2 separate regions of the Sus scrofa genome follow, and region 2 is linked to region 1. The links are chromatin contacts, called in public Hi-C maps. All regions are on one chromosome and are shown on one strand. The core of a region is the stretch at or near the end of the contact, and the rest is flanking DNA. Distances in the headings are between cores, read along the strand shown.

Region 1 (6,004 bases), core at 1,048-3,547:
TATAATAAATAGCTTCAGGTATAAATCTTCTTTTCATATGTAAAAGTACTTCTAAGGGTTAATATCTCAGATTGGTTTTATAGATGGAAAAGTAGGGGCTAGAAGAATAGAATATCTTGCCAAAGTTTACAGTTATGAAGTGGCAGAGCTGGAACTTTATCCTCATCAGTATGAGTTCAGGACTCTGTGTTTAACCACATGTTTCAGGACCCCTAAATGAAGCCTGCATGTAGTCTGGTCTTGCGTTTTGATTCACTCTTTCACCCTACTTCTACTCCTTTCACCCAGAATATCCTGCTCTCTCGCATCCTGGACTCTGGCAATCTGTTTTCCTATTTTGTACTTCTGGATTCCTATTCTCTGTCTTTCCCTTTCATTCACTCTCCTTTTGTTTTGGTCAGGTTCCAAAGAAACAGACCCTGAGCCAAGGATGGATGTATAAGTGTTTTCTTAAGGAAATGACCACAAGGGATACTGGCTAAGGTGTTGGAAGAAGCAGGAGAGAGAAGGGAATGAAGCCAAGCAGCCGTGCACATGCAGTTTCAAGCAGAAGTCCTGCAGAAGGTAACTCGAGACAGATTCTGCAGAGAGCTTTGGAATATATGTTATGCCTTAGAGGCACCCCAACTGGAGATAAGAGAGCTGGTTTTCATAGCATCTGTCACTCTTCTGTCATTCTTAAGGAGTAGAAGATACATTGCTGAATACATACCAAACCATTAACACCCCACAACTTCCACAAAGAAAAACTAAAAAGGAACCAAATGGATCTGTTAAGAGCCCCCACAGTACCCATTACATACTCTCAGGTATTGAGTCTGGTTTATCATAAAATTTACCATTTGCTTACTGTATTCTGTTGTTGTGACCACTTTACTAATCCTAATTAATAAACCAGGAACATTCAAGCTAGCTATGAGCAGAATTCCAATTGTGGCTCAGCAGGTTAAGGACCCAAAGTTGTCTCTGTGAGGATGAGGTCTAGAACCCTGGCCTCACTCAGTGGGTGAATGATCTGGTGTTGCCTTGGATGTGGCATAGGCCACAGCTGCAGCAGTTATTTGACCCCTGGCTTGGGAACTTTCTTATGTTGAAGGTGTGGCTGTAAAAAAAGAAAAAAAGAAAAGTTAGCTGTGAGCAAAGGTTCTGGGATCAAGAGTTCTAGAATAAGCTACTCTGGGAATCTTATAGCTTTTATCACAAAAGAAAGAAAAATTGGGTTTGTTCACATGGATGGAAATTCACTGCAACTCTGGTAAGAGACTCCTGAATCAAAAGTGGCCTCTTGGGAATTCCCATTTCAAGGCTTTGTCTTAGGTAGAACTGGAAATTTTGGCATGAGTAAAATGGCAATTACCTCACTTAGGGGCAGCTGGTTCCTTCATGGGGAGCTAAATTTAACTTAACTAGAAAGTAGTCATCTTTTAATTCGTAAATATGAAATCACTGTTATAAGAAATACTCCAGGAGACAACAGGAAGGACATAGCAAAGACAATTATAGTCTTAGTTCAGAAAGAACTAGAAATTGTCACATAAGCCCTGACACACAAATTCCTACAAACTGAGGATCATGAAACTATTGCACAATAAAGTTAAACAGAATGATGGCCCTTGGCCATAATTGCCAAATTTTTATCATAAAAATCAGGTACCAAATAACACAATGATACATAATAGAGAAATATTTGAATTTTTTCTTATTAGAAATTGTTAGCACAATCCTACAATAAATATCAAATTATCAAAACCCCAATGCAAAATACATATCTATTTGAAGTCATATTACTTGCAAGAAAAATTTATACAACTGAAATTCTGTAAGTGTCATTTATGAGATACTTCTTTCATTCTCTCTGCTTTGTAGTCTGGTCAACTTCCTTGCATCTCTTCTCTAATTTAGTGTTTCTGCCTTATGAAACAAGTCTGACCACAGAGTCTTTTTCACTTTTCAACTACCAAAAATCAAGGTATTTTTCTAATGAATTCAATCCAAAGAGGAATTCTACTGTCCACTGATTAAACAAGAATTGATTTCCATATGTTTCAAATAAATTGATTATATTTGAGAAAGTTATTATCAGCAGAAGATTTCTTAATATTGCAGTGCTGAGCAAAAAAATAATGTTGTATAGCTGGATTGTTATTTAAGAGACCTGATTCTGAATAAAAGGCTCAATTTTCTCTTCTACATCCAGGAACCATTGGGTGATCCATTGCTCTTTCCAGCACTCTCATAGTTGCTTCAGACAGCCAGTTGCAGAAACTCTGGCTGAGTCACATCTTTGCTCAGCTACTCAGTAATGAGCCATCTCTAGGGACATTCTTGAGACGTGTCAGAGATGTATTTCTAGTCTCTACCTATTTCTCTGTCGTGTCGCAGGCCATATCCACATTGGCATTTCCAGTGCAAAGCCCACGCAGGAGGATAAAGGGAAAGTTTGCAGAATTGCTACTGAAATATTGCTCAATAAATCAGTTACAAAAGCAATGAATGGAATGGAATGCAAAATTCTTGGCTCTCAGCACTAGATGGAACCACTTCCTTCCTATGAGGAAATAGTGGCTTGGAGGGCAGTAGGAAAACACCCTTTTGAAGGGTAGGGACTATATTATTTTCTTTTTTTTCCCCTTGGAGTAATGAGTATTTACCTAGGTAATATTTTAGTGAACAAATGTTTCCTAATTTTAATTATTAAACAAAATGATTCAAAAGAGTTACAGAATAAACATTGTCTGATTTAATAAAAAAATTATGATCATATATGAAATGTATTAGTTAGGTTCTGAAAATTCTGTATTTCTCCTTTCAACCAATATTCTACTTTTGTCCCAGGAAAGCCTCTAAAAGAAAATTGCTGCTACTAATCTAGAAAGACAGATATCTGAAAATGAAAAGTAACAAGTTAATAAAACACCATAAAAAAGTTGTTGGAGACAGTGAATTACAGAGTGAATGCAGAAAACTCTTCTTTTCATTCCTATTTTGTTAACAGTCATATCTGCTTCTAGACTGAAGTATAGGAATGGACAAATATTCTTTCAGACTCAAGAAAACTGCTTCATATCACTCTTTTCTAATTATCTTTTTCAAGGTGCCCTACTGCTGTTAACTTCTAAAGTATCATGGGATTAGTAGATACAAACTATTACATTTAGAATGGATAAGCAATGAGGCCCTGCTGTATAACATAGGGTACTATATCCAGTCTCTTGTGATGGTACATGATGGATGATAATATGAGAAAAAGAATATATACACACATCTGGGTGACTTTGCTGTACAGCAGAAATTGAACATTGTAAATTAACTACTACATTTTAATTTTTTAAAAAAGCATCTTTTTAGTTTAAGCACTTCATTTGGTGCCTCCCACCTTCCTCTCCTGTAAATGTTTCAGTGCTATTAAAACTTCTTCCTGAACTTCATCTATCCAGTATGTTCATGTTCCTGTACTCATGCATCACACCCATTCCCACATGTGGCAGATATCACTGTTAGGTCAACAACATTTGCTTCAGAGATTTCATTTTGAGATTTCTATCTGGGAAACCATAATTTACAGATAAAATCTATTTGTTCCAGTAAATGTGAAGTATTTGTCTACACTTCAAAATATCAAGTTTTTTTAAAAAAATAAATGTGAGTATTCCATTTTCCTGTTTATGTCCTGCATGGCACACAATTACCCTGAAGATAAAATATAAACTCTTTGGCATAGTAAAATGTCTTTCCAAAAAGTCATATGGGTTCCAAGATCAGAGTGCTCGAAATTGCTCACTGTTAATCAACACATGGTTCCTTTGGAGTCTCTATGCCTTTGCATTTGTTTTCTCTTTAGCTGGAATAACTTTTTCTCTCACACTACCACTTCTCAGTTTTAGGATTTGGTTTAAATCCTTCCACACCTGAAAATTCTTTCCTGCTCTCCCAGGCAGAGATAATTATTTACTCACTCTGCTCCTCGGAAGCCAACAAAACCACTGAGTGTCTCAACTGTGTTAAGTTGCTGTATGAAGTAGAAGCATGGTTCCTGTCCTTTGAAAAATCATGGACTACTGGAGCTATGAAGGTATTTCAATTATAACTTTGTTTTTTTCTCTCTTTTTTAAAAAAATTTTTGGATAGTCCTCCCTAAATTCTGAGCTCTTTGAAGAGCTGTTTATCAACAGCGATTGTGACGTTTGGGCAGAAGTCACTGGAAGCCATAATACAATACTGTCAAGAGGCAGGAAGAATGGATGTTTAAGAAAAAGCATTACAAGACCTTTCCATTACTAGTTGAGTATTTGTCGGTGCATTAATTAAAAATAAACATTTCCTATTACACCAGCTTTTCAAATAGGTATCAATTTTTAAATTTTTTGAGATGTAGTGATAGTTGCAGATCTTCCTGGCGGTGAACTGGCTATGAATTATCTTTAGAATAGAGTTAGGATAGGACTGAGAAACATTGGGTGATTAAGGAAGGTAGATTATGGATATAAGTTTAGAAGAAAAGTCGGGCCACAGAGTTATTCTCTTAATAAAATAAATTCTCTTAGAAAGAGTAATACATTAAACAGCATTTTAGCATGCATTTATTATCTTTTCAAAAATGTTTATTGATGATCTTCTTTTGTGTAAAAGATTGTGCTAAATAGAGTTGACAAAACAGATAGATACAATCTCATAGAGTTTATATTCTGAGGACAAAGACAATAAAGAACTAACGTGCAATAACAGGTCAAGCAACTTCTCTATGAGGATCTGATATCCAAGCCATGATATGAGGAATGGCAGGATTTAGGTGAAGCGAGGATGAGATAGCATTCCAGGCTTAGGGAACAGCCTGTGCAGATTCCCCATGGTTTAACGGTATAGCATGAATTCAATGATATGAACAAGGCAGATATGATTGGAAAGCTGAAACCCAGGAACAGCATGTATTAAGCTGAGTGTATAGATGTAGAAAATAATCCAATTTTGGTATTTCATATTCAGAATTTTAAAATCAATTGTAAAAGCAACTGGTAGGCATTTTTTTATCTTTAAGAGGAAGGAATTTGAATAGAATGTTGATCTTAGATTTTTTTGATTAAAGAATCATAGCTTGGGGATGGACAGTGTTGATGTGAGGAGTCTAGTTAGCATGTAAGAAGTGAAAATGCTTGAAATATATTGGATGTAGAACTGACAGGACAGGATACTAGCCTGGAAGTATCAAAGGTGATTATCTGCTTAATCAATTAGGTGGAAGTCCAAGTTACTTTTTTGACAATGGAGTATAGAATGGGGTCTGCTGGCTATGAGGAGATCATGTGTTTACTTATGGATACATTCGATATATGGTAGCAATAGTATATCTTCGTGAAGCTGCCAATAGTAGTTATGTTAGTGTGGAGTTCACATGACAGCTATCAGATTCAGATTTCTCTTTTAGACTCTTCTACATATAAAGTATAAATGAAGCCATTGGAGAGGATAACAAAGCCCAGGTAAACAGCATGGGGTGGCAAAAGAAGAAAGTCTAAGAAAGAACTCAGAGGAACTTCAGCTTTTAAAAGTTTAATAAAGAAGGTGTCAACTATCAAACTGGAAGTGTATGTGAAGTACTTTATCACCTATTAGCAAGCTAGTAATTTAAGAGGACAGAGCCCTTTTACAAAGAGAATACAAAAGACTTTATGGTATTTTATTATGATTTTTTTTCTGAAGAAAAGAGAACCTATCTTCCTAGCTAATTAGTCATGCGACTATTAGTACTGTGTTGTTAGAAAACTGTCATAATTATAAGCACTTATGACTATTAAAATTTAAAAGTTTAAAAAGTTAGCATTGGAAAGAAAAGTATTTTTTTCCACAAATATAATCTGTAGGCTAAAAATCAAGTTTTTATGCTAAATTTCACCATTTTGACATTCTCCATTGTCTATATAATTTAATTAATTTTGTTTTTACCAAAGATTGACTTCATAAATCACCTCATTTGCCTAAACATAAGAGCTGGCTTTTAAATTTACCT
Region 2 (5,371 bases), core at 587-3,086, 240 kb before region 1:
TGGAAGTGAATGAATTCATCCCAGGAAGTGTATAAAGTAAAAAGACAAGACTAGACAAAATCCTAAGAAACACTAACTTTAAAGGATAGGTTAGGAGAGGAAGCTTTTCCAAAGGAACCTAACCGGAATGCCAAGTACAGTAGGAGAACAGCCACAGAAGCCAAGAAAAGAGCATGTTTTAGGAAGGAAGCATCAGTAATTAGCAGTTCCTATTCTTAAGCTGGACCTTCAAGGAAAGCTGGGGCAGAATGGTGGTGGCAGAAACCAGGTTGCCCAAGACTGAGAGAAGTGTTAGAAAGAGTAAGAAAAAAAAAAGTATATATAACTCTTTCAAGAGTTCTAGCTGAGAAAAAGAGGTCATCAACTGAATCTTCTCATGTAATTAGCCAAAAAGCTAAAAGAAAGTAGCAAAACCATTGTGACATCTATAATACTGCCTAATTGTCCCTCTTTTACTGCAACCTCAGTGAGCACATTGTATTCTCTGCAAGCAGACTGTCTTGAGCTTTAGAAAGCCTGTAAAATTCAACTCAGCCCTGATGTACAGGTGCTTGCTCCTGGACTTGTCCCTCTCATGTTTACTCAAGTGAGGTTGCAATTCCTAAACCAGTTAAAGATTAGATCTTGAAGTTACTATGATGGGTAGTATGTAAAAGACATCACTCAGTTTGAGGACTTACATGACTTTCAAGTATTAGAATGAGGAAGCTTTCTAACTGCATGCCAAAGACAATAAAATGGGAAGTGTTGCAAGACGACTACAACTTAACTGCACCATATGCAAATAGTGGTAATTTCTGGTTGGAGTTGTAATTTTCCTTCTAATAACAATCATTCCCAAATGCTGAAAGTGTGATAAATACTGCTGTCATGTCTGTTATAAACTTATATTTATTATTACTAAGCAACTCCAACCTACAATTCAATTCTCGCTGTGACCTAACTGTCCTCTTCTTGTGTCTGTAATTGACTCAGCTTGGTTTCTCAGAGTCCCTGAGGTATGCTTTGGCTCTCTGCTCACACAGGGTCCCTCACACATAGCACACTATACATCTCATTTTCAGCCACTCCCACCTGGACCCTTTCTCCTCTTGATTCACCTATGATACTGCCAACCACTACATCATCTTCTTGAGTCACTATTCCCCAGTGGTCTTGCATCTGGCCCAGGGACTTGGAGAATCAGGAGTCAGGCCCAGAATTCCTGGATAGCTCTCACTGCCAATTGGGATTAACATTTGGTTTGGACTAACCATATTTTAAATTTCTATGAACTGAGGAGTGCAGTGAACTAAGCGTGTCCAGCATGACAGCTGACCAAAATCTTAAATCCCCAAGCAAAGGTTAAACCTCCCTCAGCCCACACCCAGGATTTAGATTTCCTCATTTTTATCCCCTATTCTATTTCACTAGGACACTTTCATTTTCCTCTAACCAATTGACAATGGGTTAAAAATACTTGGGATAACTTAGAGAATTTTATCTTGTCATAGAACTAAAAGCCAAGGTAAAATATTTTTAAAGCAATATAAAAGATTTTGAACTTGGCTAGTCCTATTTTACTTTGGGCATGACTCACTTTTAAATGGTCAAGAGCAGTGTTCTCCAAAACATGATCTTGGAATACTGTTCCCAAAGAATGTTGATGGTATTTACTCAGAGGGAAAAAAATAAAAAGAGGAATAGGCTGTGAGAATAACTCTGAGCAAAGCTGGATGGAATATACAAAATTAAACAGGTTGCTTTATTGCAAAATTCTTCAGCTGTTAGTATATATTGGTGCAGTAGGAATACTTAAGAAGACAGGAATGTGGTGTGCAGCATTTCTTGCTGTAGCTGCTTGCAGGGGGAGGGTTAGTGTTCCACAGAGCATGAATAAGAAAAGATGCTCCTGTAAGGCATCACTACTGACAGGTCATGCATATGCATGAGGTATCAATTCACTTACAATTTTTCATTTGCTTTAGCTCCAGGATTAGAGAGGACCATCACGTAAATTGCTCTCTGATGGTCTTGTGTAAAATAGAAAACAAAGCACAGTCGACCCTTGAACAACACAGACTTGAACTGTATGGGTCCATTTATACACAGACTTTTAAAAATAAATACACTCTGCAGTACTTCATCATCTGAGGTTGGTTGCTTGAATACAATGATGTGGAAATACAGATGTGGAAAGTTGACCGTAAAGATATACATATGCAGTTATGCAGATTTTTAACTGTTCAGGGTGGTCCAAACCGCCGTATTGTTCAAGGTTTAACTGTAGTTGACTGACTGCATATTAGATCATGGGTACCAAAGGCATCAATCAGCTAATCCTGCTAATATTGATTTCTACCTGCAGTTTCTAACCAGAATGAAAATAGAGCAAATTTAATTATCCCTGGCCTTAACTAACACTTTAGCAAGTTATTATTCCTCATTAGTCCATAGAAATAGGAAATTTGAAAAAGAAGTTATAGCCAAGCAAATAAAATATCTTTAAAAATAAAAAGCATGTATTTCTCACCTAGTGACCAGATTTTCTGTATGTATTTCCAGAATCAACTGATACATCAAGGAATGTTGAAAGCACAAAATGAAATCATGGTAAACTATCTCCTTTCAGTAACATAGCTAAGTATGATTCATCTTATGGAGCCACAAAATATGCAGAGATTCTATCGCCATTCTTGCAGTAAGGGGCTGAATGTTGAGGGTAGGAAAGGTGAGTGGATAATCTGCCCTTCCTATTTCTCAATGCTATAATATGTCCTGCAACAGAGTATCATTTTCTCTTATCTATATGTGAAAAGGTTTTGAATTCTTAGTAAAAAGGATATCACATTAGCCTAAGGTTTTAAAAGATAATTTTGAGAGTGTTCTGCTCATCTCCTGTGCTTGAGGAACACTGTTATCTTGGGACCTGTAGGTACCACTATTTCAGGAACTGGTGTCCTGATACTGAGTTTCCACACTCTGATCACCGGGGTTATTTAATAGTGTGCCTCAAAACAGCAACTATTGTTACAGATTGGCAAGGGCATCACCAGTCCAGCAAGCAAAGGGTCCAATTTTCTCCTTCCAAATTTAGAGGATATAATATTAAAAACATGATAAATGAAAGCTCTCAGACTCAGCAATCACTGAGGGTGGTTTTATTATCAAGAGAACTGATAGAAGCAAGACTGTACCACTAGCTACAGTAATATACTAAATATTAATCTATTTTGATAGAATCTTTATATAATTCATATAATATAAAAATATCTATATTATATATTTATTATATGGCATGTTATTAAAATTTTAATGTATTTACTACATATAATATTTATAAGAAAACATTAGACAAAAATATAAATTAGGAGGGTTCCCATCATGGCTTAGCAGTAACAAACCTGACTAGTATCCATGAGGATGTGGGTTTAATCCCTGGCCTTGATCAGTGAGTTAAGGATTCAGCATTGCCATAAGCTGTGGTGTAGGTCATAGGCATGGCTCGAATCTGGCGTTGCTGTGGCTGGAGCATAGGCTGGCAGCTACAGCTCCAATTCAACCTTTAGCCTGGGAACTTCCATATGCCATTAGTGTGGCCCTAAAAATACCAAAAAAAAATGTAAATTAGGAGTAATATTACTAAGATGATAAGTCCTTCCTGATTTTGTTTTCCTTCATAAAAAGGACAATTAACAACTATTCATGTATAAGACAACACTGAGAGAATCCTAAACACAAAGCTGAGGCTAAAGCACCATCCTGCACCACAGACATCAAACAGACCACATCAGAAGGTAAAAGGAATGGCGACACACTGACCACATTGCCCCACCCCCAGGACGGTACACTGCTGTGCCAAGAGATCTTCCCAAATCTACAGTACCTACAGTTGGAAAAGAGGGCCTAGGGTGGACATAAGCTCCGCTAGAATAGTGGGTTGCTTCTTGGAAGCTCCCACTCCAGATTTGTCCCATAGGGATTGTGGGAGAACATCCAGAACTTGATCTCTGGGAATCCATGATGGAGAATCCTGGAGGGGCTTGCAATAACTATCACTTGGATGATGGCAGACCAAGTTCCTACCTGCAAGGCCCATGGTGTGGTCCCCAACCAGTAGCTTTGCTCATTTGTGGAGCCAAGACAGTGGTACAGTCTGACCAGGGATCTCAACAGAGTGAAGGTCTGCATAATTCAGTTCCTCAAATAAAAAACTTTGCCAGTCCTGGAGCCTGATCTGCCACTGCCCAGGCAGGGGAGTTGAATCTTAGCCCAATACACTACTGCATATAGCTCCCAGCCCTTCCTGACCACAAAGCATGATTGGGAATACCTGGAAGGTATATAGCCCAATCATATACAGAGTCTGGCAGGCAGAGCTGATGGTTATCAGAGGAAAGCCAGTGAACCTTTCAGCCATGGGATATGAGAGTGAGTTGGCTTGAGATAAGACCACAAAAAGCCTTGCTGAACTTGAAGCTGGGTGGAGCCTGATCTGCCAATCCTGGAGCCTGATCTGCCCCTGCCCAGGCAGGGAAACTAATTCATAACCTATTGCTAAATACAGTGTTCAACCCCCCTGATTGGAGGCACATGGGGAACTGCACAACACATTCACAGCCCTATTCACAGAAGTACTTGAACACAGAGTACATCCCATGGCTTTCTCTATTCGCAGGACAAAATTGATGACCTGCCTAACCAGGGAAATCGGTGTACAATCTTGCTTGATTTGAACCCCCAAACAACAAGGCCCAGTCTGCTGAGTCCCCTACCACCACCACATCCAGGGCAGAACAGTTGGCTTATAGCCCACCTATGGCTGATTATCAAATCTGATTATCTAGTGTGCCTGACCAGAGAATCCAGGAATGAGAGACCCACAATACAGCCTACTAGCATGGGGAACCAAGTCAACAGGCCTATCCAACTGTTTTCAGCCAGCTTAAGTTCTGACCCCTACCAATGACCTTAGAGCTTGGACAATGGCCTTGCCAAAAAATAGGCCCTGATAGTAAGCCCCACTTGCCCAAGGACATTACCAGCAGAAAAGACCAGAAAACCAAACCAGAAAGTCTGGAAAAGAAGACAACTGACTCAAATGAACAGATACAGTCGTATAGAATCAAGAATTAAAACAAATTCGGTAAATATGACCCTACCAAAGGAAAGTAATAAAGCTCCAATAACTGACCCTAAAGAAATGAAGTGATATCAACTGTCAGATAAAGAATTCAGAATAATCCCCTTAAAGAATCTTAGTGAAACAAGCAAAAAACCACAGACAACTAAACAAAATTAGGAAAACAGTACATAACAAAGCAAGAATTTCAGCAAATAGAAATCATTAAAAAAAAACAGAAATCCATAAGGTGAAAAATACAGTGACTGA

What was found. A called contact is a pair of places that touch in the nucleus more often than the background predicts.
Region 2: a contact with region 1 is called in a Hi-C map of embryonic fibroblasts, with 3 times the contacts expected there. The contact joins two enhancer-like sites. A contact is called at or near these places in 4 of 47 Hi-C or Micro-C datasets (embryonic fibroblasts, fetal skeletal muscle and heart right ventricle).

The regions. Positions count from the first base shown.
Region 1 is chr9:99,232,429-99,238,432 of Sscrofa11.1, reverse strand. All of the region lies in intron 1 of SEMA3C (semaphorin-3C), which reads right to left. Among named protein-coding and RNA genes, the nearest start is that of SEMA3C, 120 kb to the right of the region's middle. Within about 2 kb of position 2,297, at least 11 of the 83 cell types and tissues checked have an H3K27ac peak or open chromatin away from gene starts, as enhancers often do. A contact at or near this core is called in embryonic fibroblasts, where this site is marked.
Region 2 is chr9:99,473,251-99,478,621 of Sscrofa11.1, reverse strand. No RefSeq gene overlaps it. Among named protein-coding and RNA genes, the nearest start is that of CD36, 270 kb to the left of the region's middle. Within about 2 kb of position 1,836, at least 6 of the 83 cell types and tissues checked have an H3K27ac peak or open chromatin away from gene starts, as enhancers often do. A contact at or near this core is called in embryonic fibroblasts, where this site is marked.